Regions from separate parts of the Macaca mulatta genome. Here region 2 is linked to region 1. The links are chromatin contacts, called in public Hi-C maps. All regions are on one chromosome and are shown on one strand. The core of a region is the stretch at or near the end of the contact, and the rest is flanking DNA. Distances in the headings are between cores, read along the strand shown. Region 1 holds the start of UMODL1 (uromodulin like 1). Region 2 holds the start of PRDM15 (PR/SET domain 15).

Evidence for each region. A called contact is a pair of places that touch in the nucleus more often than the background predicts.
Region 2: a Hi-C map of liver shows a contact between it and region 1, with 3 times the contacts expected there. The contact joins the promoter of PRDM15 here to the promoter of UMODL1 in region 1. A contact is called at or near these places in 3 of 14 Hi-C or Micro-C datasets (cortical neurons, fetal cortex germinal zone and liver).

The regions. Positions count from the first base shown.
Region 1 is chr3:5,481,449-5,484,754 of T2T-MMU8v2.0, forward strand. It overlaps UMODL1 (uromodulin like 1), which reads right to left and starts at 1,678. Exons shown (of 22, transcript XM_077995719.1): 1 at 1,251-1,678. ZBTB21 (zinc finger and BTB domain containing 21) reads left to right here and starts at 470. Exons shown (of 4, transcript XM_077995725.1): 1 at 470-578.
Region 2 is chr3:5,614,131-5,617,436 of T2T-MMU8v2.0, forward strand. It overlaps PRDM15 (PR/SET domain 15), which reads left to right and starts at 1,798. Exons shown (of 24, transcript XM_077995726.1): 1 at 1,798-1,874.

The DNA.
Region 1 (3,306 bases), core at 428-2,927:
ACCGGTGCATGGGAGCGCGTCCTCCCCTCCGAGGAACTAAGCGGCCGCGCCACGCATCCCGCCGCGCCGGAAGCGGGGACTAGGGGCGGCCCAGCCGGGCAGGACCGCGGCGGAATGACCTGGGGCGACCCCGCGGCAAGGGCGCCTCCGGCAGGCGGCAAAATTCCCTGAGAATCGGCGCGCTACTCGCCGCGACGGACTCCACCTGGCCGGGGCGCTCGGTCTCCTCGCCGTGGCCACCAGCCGAGCCGCCTCCCCTCAGGGCCGCCGCAGGCTCCCCTCAGGGACCGAGGGCGCGGGCTTGCAGCGCGGAGGCGTCCGTTCGGCGAGCGGCTGCCGACAGGCCCGCCCTCCCCGGCCCCCAGCGCCGCGAGCCCCTCCCGCCCCGCCCTCCGGCGCCCGGCGCCCAATCAGAGTGCCGCGCACGTGACGAGCGCTGCCTGCGATGACCTCATCCCTGGTGTGGGATGACGTCAAATTCAAGATGGATGGAATCACAGCGGCAGCGGCGGCTGCGGCGCGCGCGAGCCGAGTGTGAGCGGAAAGGGGCCCGGCGTCTGCCTCGGGGCTGAAGACCGGTGAGTAACTGTCACGCCCCTCGCTCTAGGAGAACTGCGGGGCCCCCTGGGAGGCTACAGCCTCCCCGCAAAACGCGGCCTTTCCTGACGTAACTCTGAGGTGATTTCTCTCCTCTTTTTTCTCCACCAGCGGGTTGCGGGCTCCGAGCGCTTCTGCGCGTGCGCGGGGCCTGGGCGCTCACCGAGCATGCCCCGGGTTCCCACGTAGCCGATTGTACCCTCACACTGCGCATACTCCCTGCCCGCACTTGGCCTCGCCCTCGCGAATGCGCATGCTCCATTCCCTCGCGGGCTTCACTCGTCACCGTGGCCGAGCTGCCCCGGGGTAGGGGACTCGCTTGGCCCAGGCGCGCGCCCCTCGCGCGGAGCGGTTGAAATGCCTCGTGGAGAAGGGCGCGTTCTCCCGTTCTGGGCAGGGGTTGGGGGCCGGCGGTCCGGGCCGCGAGGTGCGTGCGGAAGCTGGCCGGTGGCCTTGGGGACCCCGCACCTGCCGCGACCCGCCGCTCCCTTCACGGTCCGGGACCCAGCCCCGCCGCCCGGTCCTCGGCGTAGTGGCCGGAGCGTGACCGCTCGGTGCCCGCCGGACGCTCGCTCCCCGCCTCCCCGCCCGGCCCCTCCCGCGGACGCTTGGACCTCGCTGCGCGTTCCTTCCCCTCCAGACCCCCTGCAGACCTTGTCTGGGACTTCTCGGCGGTCCCGCAGAGCACAGCACCCTCCGCTGGCCAGGAGCTCTGCTGCTCGGCCGGCGACCGTCTCCCCGCTGGAGGAGCCCCTTCCCCCGGCCGAGGTCTGCGGCTGTAGGGGCAGGGAGTCAAGACGCAGTCCGTGCCGGCCTTAGAGACCCTGCGGCAGCGCCGCCACATCTCTTCCCGGCTTTTCGGGAACACGCCCAGTAGTCCATCCTCAGAGGCTCCTGCCTTTCCATCCTAGCACACCCCTGGGGGCTCGCACTCTGCCCCCGGTTGCTATGCGCTTCCAGCCACGAGGGCTCTGCGGTTCAGGAGAATTCCGCCAGAGAGCGCGTTCGGAGGCGGGGTGTGTTTAGACAGGTATCCCGGTGGGATTGCCTGAGCAAGAGGAGGGGGAAAGTTAGACTTCACACGGCCTGGGGTTTTTCCTTTCGTGCAAGCACTCGCAGCCCTGGCACCGAGCCTCCGAGGGCACGCGTGTATTACAGCATAGTCCAGCGATTGTTCACATGATGACCCTGAGCGCTCAATTAAGCAGCTTACATTATGGTCCTCATACCTTGTTTAAGAAGACAAGAAAGTGGGTTAATCCATTTTAGAAAGATTTCTCTTGGAAAATTATCTTTTAAAGCTTTCCTCATGTACTTGAAGGTGTAAATCATGATCTCTAAGGACTAGTAGTCATTAAGTTTAAGCACCCCTAAATATCGATGTTGAAAAGAAAGTCGAAATTTGAAGTGCTGGTTTACTTAAAAGTAACTTTTTGTTTATTTTTCCTTTTTAACACTATTGAAAGTATAATGTGCTTCATTCTGTTGAAACAGAAATTGAAGAAGATATAACCCCTGCCCTCTAGTAACTTACACTATTTAGGAGGGAATATTAGATGTGTACACTGGTAAGGAAAAATTGTAAATAACAAAATTGGGGTAATTAAGAAGGTCTCGATGGAAATGAGATAATTAAAGGGACAATTTTTTCTTTTCCTTTTTTTTTTTTTTTTATTTTGACGGAGTTTCACTCTTGTTGCCCCAGGCTGGAGTACAATGGCATGATCTCGGCCCGCTGCTACCTCCGCCTTCTGGGTTCAAGCGATTCTTCTGCCTCAGTCTCCCGAGTAGCTGGGATTACAGGCGCCCACCACCACACCCAGCTAATTTTTTTTTTTTTTCCTAGTAGAGAAAGGGGTTTCACCCTGTTGGCCAGGATGGTCTTGAGATCTCCTGACTTCGTGATCCACACCCCAGTTGGCCTCCCAAAGTGCTAAGATTACAGGCATGAGCCACTGCGCCCAGCAGAAGGGACAATTTTAGTTGTCCCTAAAGCCAATGGAAGTAGAGAGAGCAGATCGTAAGCTATTTAAGAGCTACGTTTGACCAGGTCGCAGTGATAGGCTATAAGGGAAAGAGAAGAGATTTCTGGTTTTGGAAACTTAGGGGCTGGCAACACACCAAAGTAAATCGGGAATATGTGAGGACAAGCAGATGTGGGAGCAGGGACGAGAGGTGTGGAGTTTAAGTACCATGCTGGACCTGAGGATATACTGTGATGGAACTGTTCAGTAGGTACCTGAGAGGGTGGAGCCTCAAGAGTCTAAGCAGAGATACAGATTTGGGAGTCACCGTCCAGTAGTGATTAAAGTCACAAGGTCTGATAGAAAAAGCAAAGAATACTGCCCCGTGTTGGGGCTCAGTAACGGATGCTGGAGAAATAAAGGTGAGCTAGTCCAGGTCTTGAGCCTCAAGTTTGATGATTTCTCTCTTTGCCCAATACCTAGCTTGCTAGGCCTTGTGCTGGGCATCAGGGATACAGGCATGCAAGCAAGGGTTCTTTCTTTAGGGAGCCCCTTGAGGGAGACACATGTAAAAGCAGATCAATTGAAGAAGTTGTGGTGGTATTACAGAGAGATGAAGTATTGTGGTTTAGATGACTGAGCTGCTGGCTAGGGGCAACTACAAAAGCTTTGTAGAGTCGGTGACATTTCACCTGGATCTTTCGATAGAAGTTAACCAAGTAAAGGAGAGGGAAGAGAGATCTTG
Region 2 (3,306 bases), core at 548-3,047, 130 kb after region 1:
AACCTTTTATTCACATATGCCGAGGACCATTTCACGTCCTGAGGCCTAGAGAACCAGTCATCTGGCCATTTTTGAACAGTGAGTGATGTCACTGGAGGTGCGTGTGTAGAGGGAATGACCATTAGCTGTAGTGGTGGTGGTGGGAGTGGGGTTGGGCGGAGACCTGAATACAGAGAAGGTTGTGGAAAACCTGGGAAGTGTCTGATGGAGTACGGAAGGCATTGGGAACAGGCTTGAGGGACAGGAGGCTGGAGGGAGGCGTGAAGTCCCGGGTGGGGACAAGCAGGGAGACGATGGATGCCGGAGATGCTCCAGAAAGGTCTGGGGGGCCATGGGATGGCCTACTGTAGAGCAGCATGGAAGCCACTGTAGAATGCTGGGCCAGGCAGATAAATCAGCCTTCACAGAGCAACTTGCCTAATCTGTCTCCGGCTGCCTGGTGTTGCAGCTTATGTATGTGCCCAGGTGCATCCAACACTTCCCATGGGATGGCACATAGTTATGACTAACCTTTATACATATGCCATTCATACAAGTGAGTCCGTCTCTGGCATCATTCCTGCATGTGGGTCAAAGGCTACGTGCATTTAGAATTTTTATGGATATCCACAAATTATCTGAATGGAAGCTATACTAATTTATTCTCCTACCAGCAAAGGAGAGAGCTTGTTTCTCTAGTCAAAATTATGCTATTAAACTTTTTTTTTTTTTCCTGTTTTTTGAGACAGGGTCTCACTCTGTTGCCCAGGCTGGAGTGCAGTGGCACGATCACAACTCACTGCAGCCTCAAACTGTGGGACTCAAGTGACCCTCCTGCCTCAGCCTCCTGAGTAGCTGAGATTACAGGTACGTGCCACCGAGCCCAGCTAAGTTTTTTAGAGACAGGGTCTGGCTATATTGTCCAGGCGCTATTAAACGTTTAAAAAAATCTTTGCTAATCTAATAAAAATGATCTCACTGCGACTTTGTTTTTTCTCTTATTACAGCATAGTTGAATAGCTTATATGCTTAAGAACCATTGAATTTCCTACAAACTGTCCATCCATATACTTTGCTCATTTTTCTATATACATATATATTTTTATTGGTTCACAAGAGTTTCACATACATGAGGGAAACGAGCCCTTTTGTGGTATCAATTTAAAATCATTTTCCCCGGGTCATCACTTATCTTTACGAATGGAGGTTTTTGCCAGGCAGCAATGAACTCTGAATGTGGGCGGCCAGGACTAAGGTGAAAAGTCTGTCCCTTCTCCGTCTCACGTTTTGTGATGGCACACACACTTGGTGGAGGGGGTCAAGAGAGGCGACACAGGCCCCCAGGGAAGAATGGAGAGCCAGGCCCGCGGCTGGCCCCGTGCTCACCAGTCGCGTGGCGGAGCCCGCCCGGCCCGACTCCCCTCCCGGCCCCTCGCGGGCACAGAGCTCGTGTCCCAGGGCCCCGCCGGCCAAATCCAGAGGTCACCGTGAATGGGGGCAAGTCCCAGGCCTGTTCTAGAGAAACACTCTACCCATCCACCGCCACCACTCCCCAACCCCGCAAGAAACGCGTCCGGGGAGAGGTGGACGGAACTGCCTGCGAGCGTGGGCCGCGGGGCCGTGCCACGTGGGAGGGGGCCGCGCGCGGAATTCCCTCCGGCCAGTCCCGCCCCGCGCGCGCCCGCTGCCCAGTCCACGCAGCCCGCGCCCCGCAGTCCCACCCGCAGGACCCCCGGCCGCGCCAGCGTCTCGCCTGCGCCCCTCGCGCCCGGCCGCGGACTACAAGTCCCGCCATGCCCCGCCACCGCCCCCCGGCTTCCGGTGCTGCGCAGTTTCCGGAGCGGATCGCAACCCGGAGTCCGGATCCGATCCCGCTCTGCACATTCCAAAGGCAGGTAAAGCTCCGGGCCCTGCGCCCGCCGCCCGCCCCGGCGCGCGCCCCGCCGGCCCCGGTCCGCGCCCGCCACCCCCGCGAGCCCCGGCGCGCCCCGGGCCCGCCGCCCCCCGCCCCCCGCGCCCGGCAGTCGCGCGCCGCCCCGGTCCAGCCGCCATGCCGACTGTTCTTTGTTACATTCGCCGGCTGCGGGCACCGTTGGCGATCGGAGTCAAAACCCGGCTGGATTTCCCGGAGCCGCTCCGGGATCGCCCTGCGCGCCGCCCGCCCGCCGGGTCCCGCCGCCGCGGGCGCTCCTGGCCGGGCTCCGCGCCCCCGCCCCCGGCCTCGCGCCCCCCGCCTGCCCGCGGCCAGGCCCAGCGCGGGGCCGCGGGGCTGCCGGGCCCCGTTCGCCCGTGGGCGCGGCGCAGGGTCTCCGCCGCCCCCGGCCCGCGGCCCCCGCCCCCGGGCGGCCTCGTCGCCGAGGGCCCCGGGGATGTCGCTGTCCCCCGCCCTCGTGTACAATCCATGCGGGTGGCACGGGAGGGTCCCTGGACCCCCACCCCCGCGTTTAGAGAAGCTGAGTCCGGGTGATGGGGTCTCCCAGACCCTCTGCGCCTTGTTTTTTTTAAGGCTTTTGGTGGCAGAGAGAAGGTAGCGAGGTGGATGGACAGGTGACGCGTACCTGCCCGGGGTGGGTAGCCGTGCGGGGACGGGGCGTGCCCGGCCGCTCAGGTGAGGCCCGCCTCGCGCGGACAGGTGGGCACGGGGGCCACGTGCGGCCTCCGACGAGAGGGGCGGTGTTCACACAGGTGAAAACAGAAATGAAAACTCATGGAAATAAATACTTCTACCTGGTGGTTAGAGTTATCTCCCATTTACCTTTTTCTTAAGCTCCTAACGTAGTGGATGGGGTTTTTCCCCTACAAATGCTCAGAAATTGCCCCTCACCCCCAAGTCCCCAAAGGGAGTTTAAAACGGTAGAAACAAGTGTGTGATCAGAGACACGTGGACCTATGTGTGTATTTAAAGCTGCCAACACTTGTTTTAAAAAAGCCACATTGGCTTAAGCCAGATTCAAGTGAATTTGGAGAACCCAGCTTGGTTCCTGAAGGTGTTTTTAAGGGTGAGATGTAAAGGAGCCACTGCTTTTGTGATGAACCTTAAAAGGTAGCAATGACAGTTCTCCTTGGAGAATGCAGTGATGTAAACGCACTACCGTATTTTGTTTCAAGCTCGGACATTTTCACGTATTCCACGTTTTCACTGCTTCACTCCTTCCCCAGATTTCCTGACATCGCTGCCTCACGGTGAAGGATTAAGGAATAGTAGTTCTATAATTTAGATTTTCAAGAGGAAAAACACCAATTTGTTTTTATAGTTTTTCTTCTTATATCTGTGATTCATACTTTTTGCAGCAAAGTAGCTAGCAAAGAATAGACTATTATGTTCCA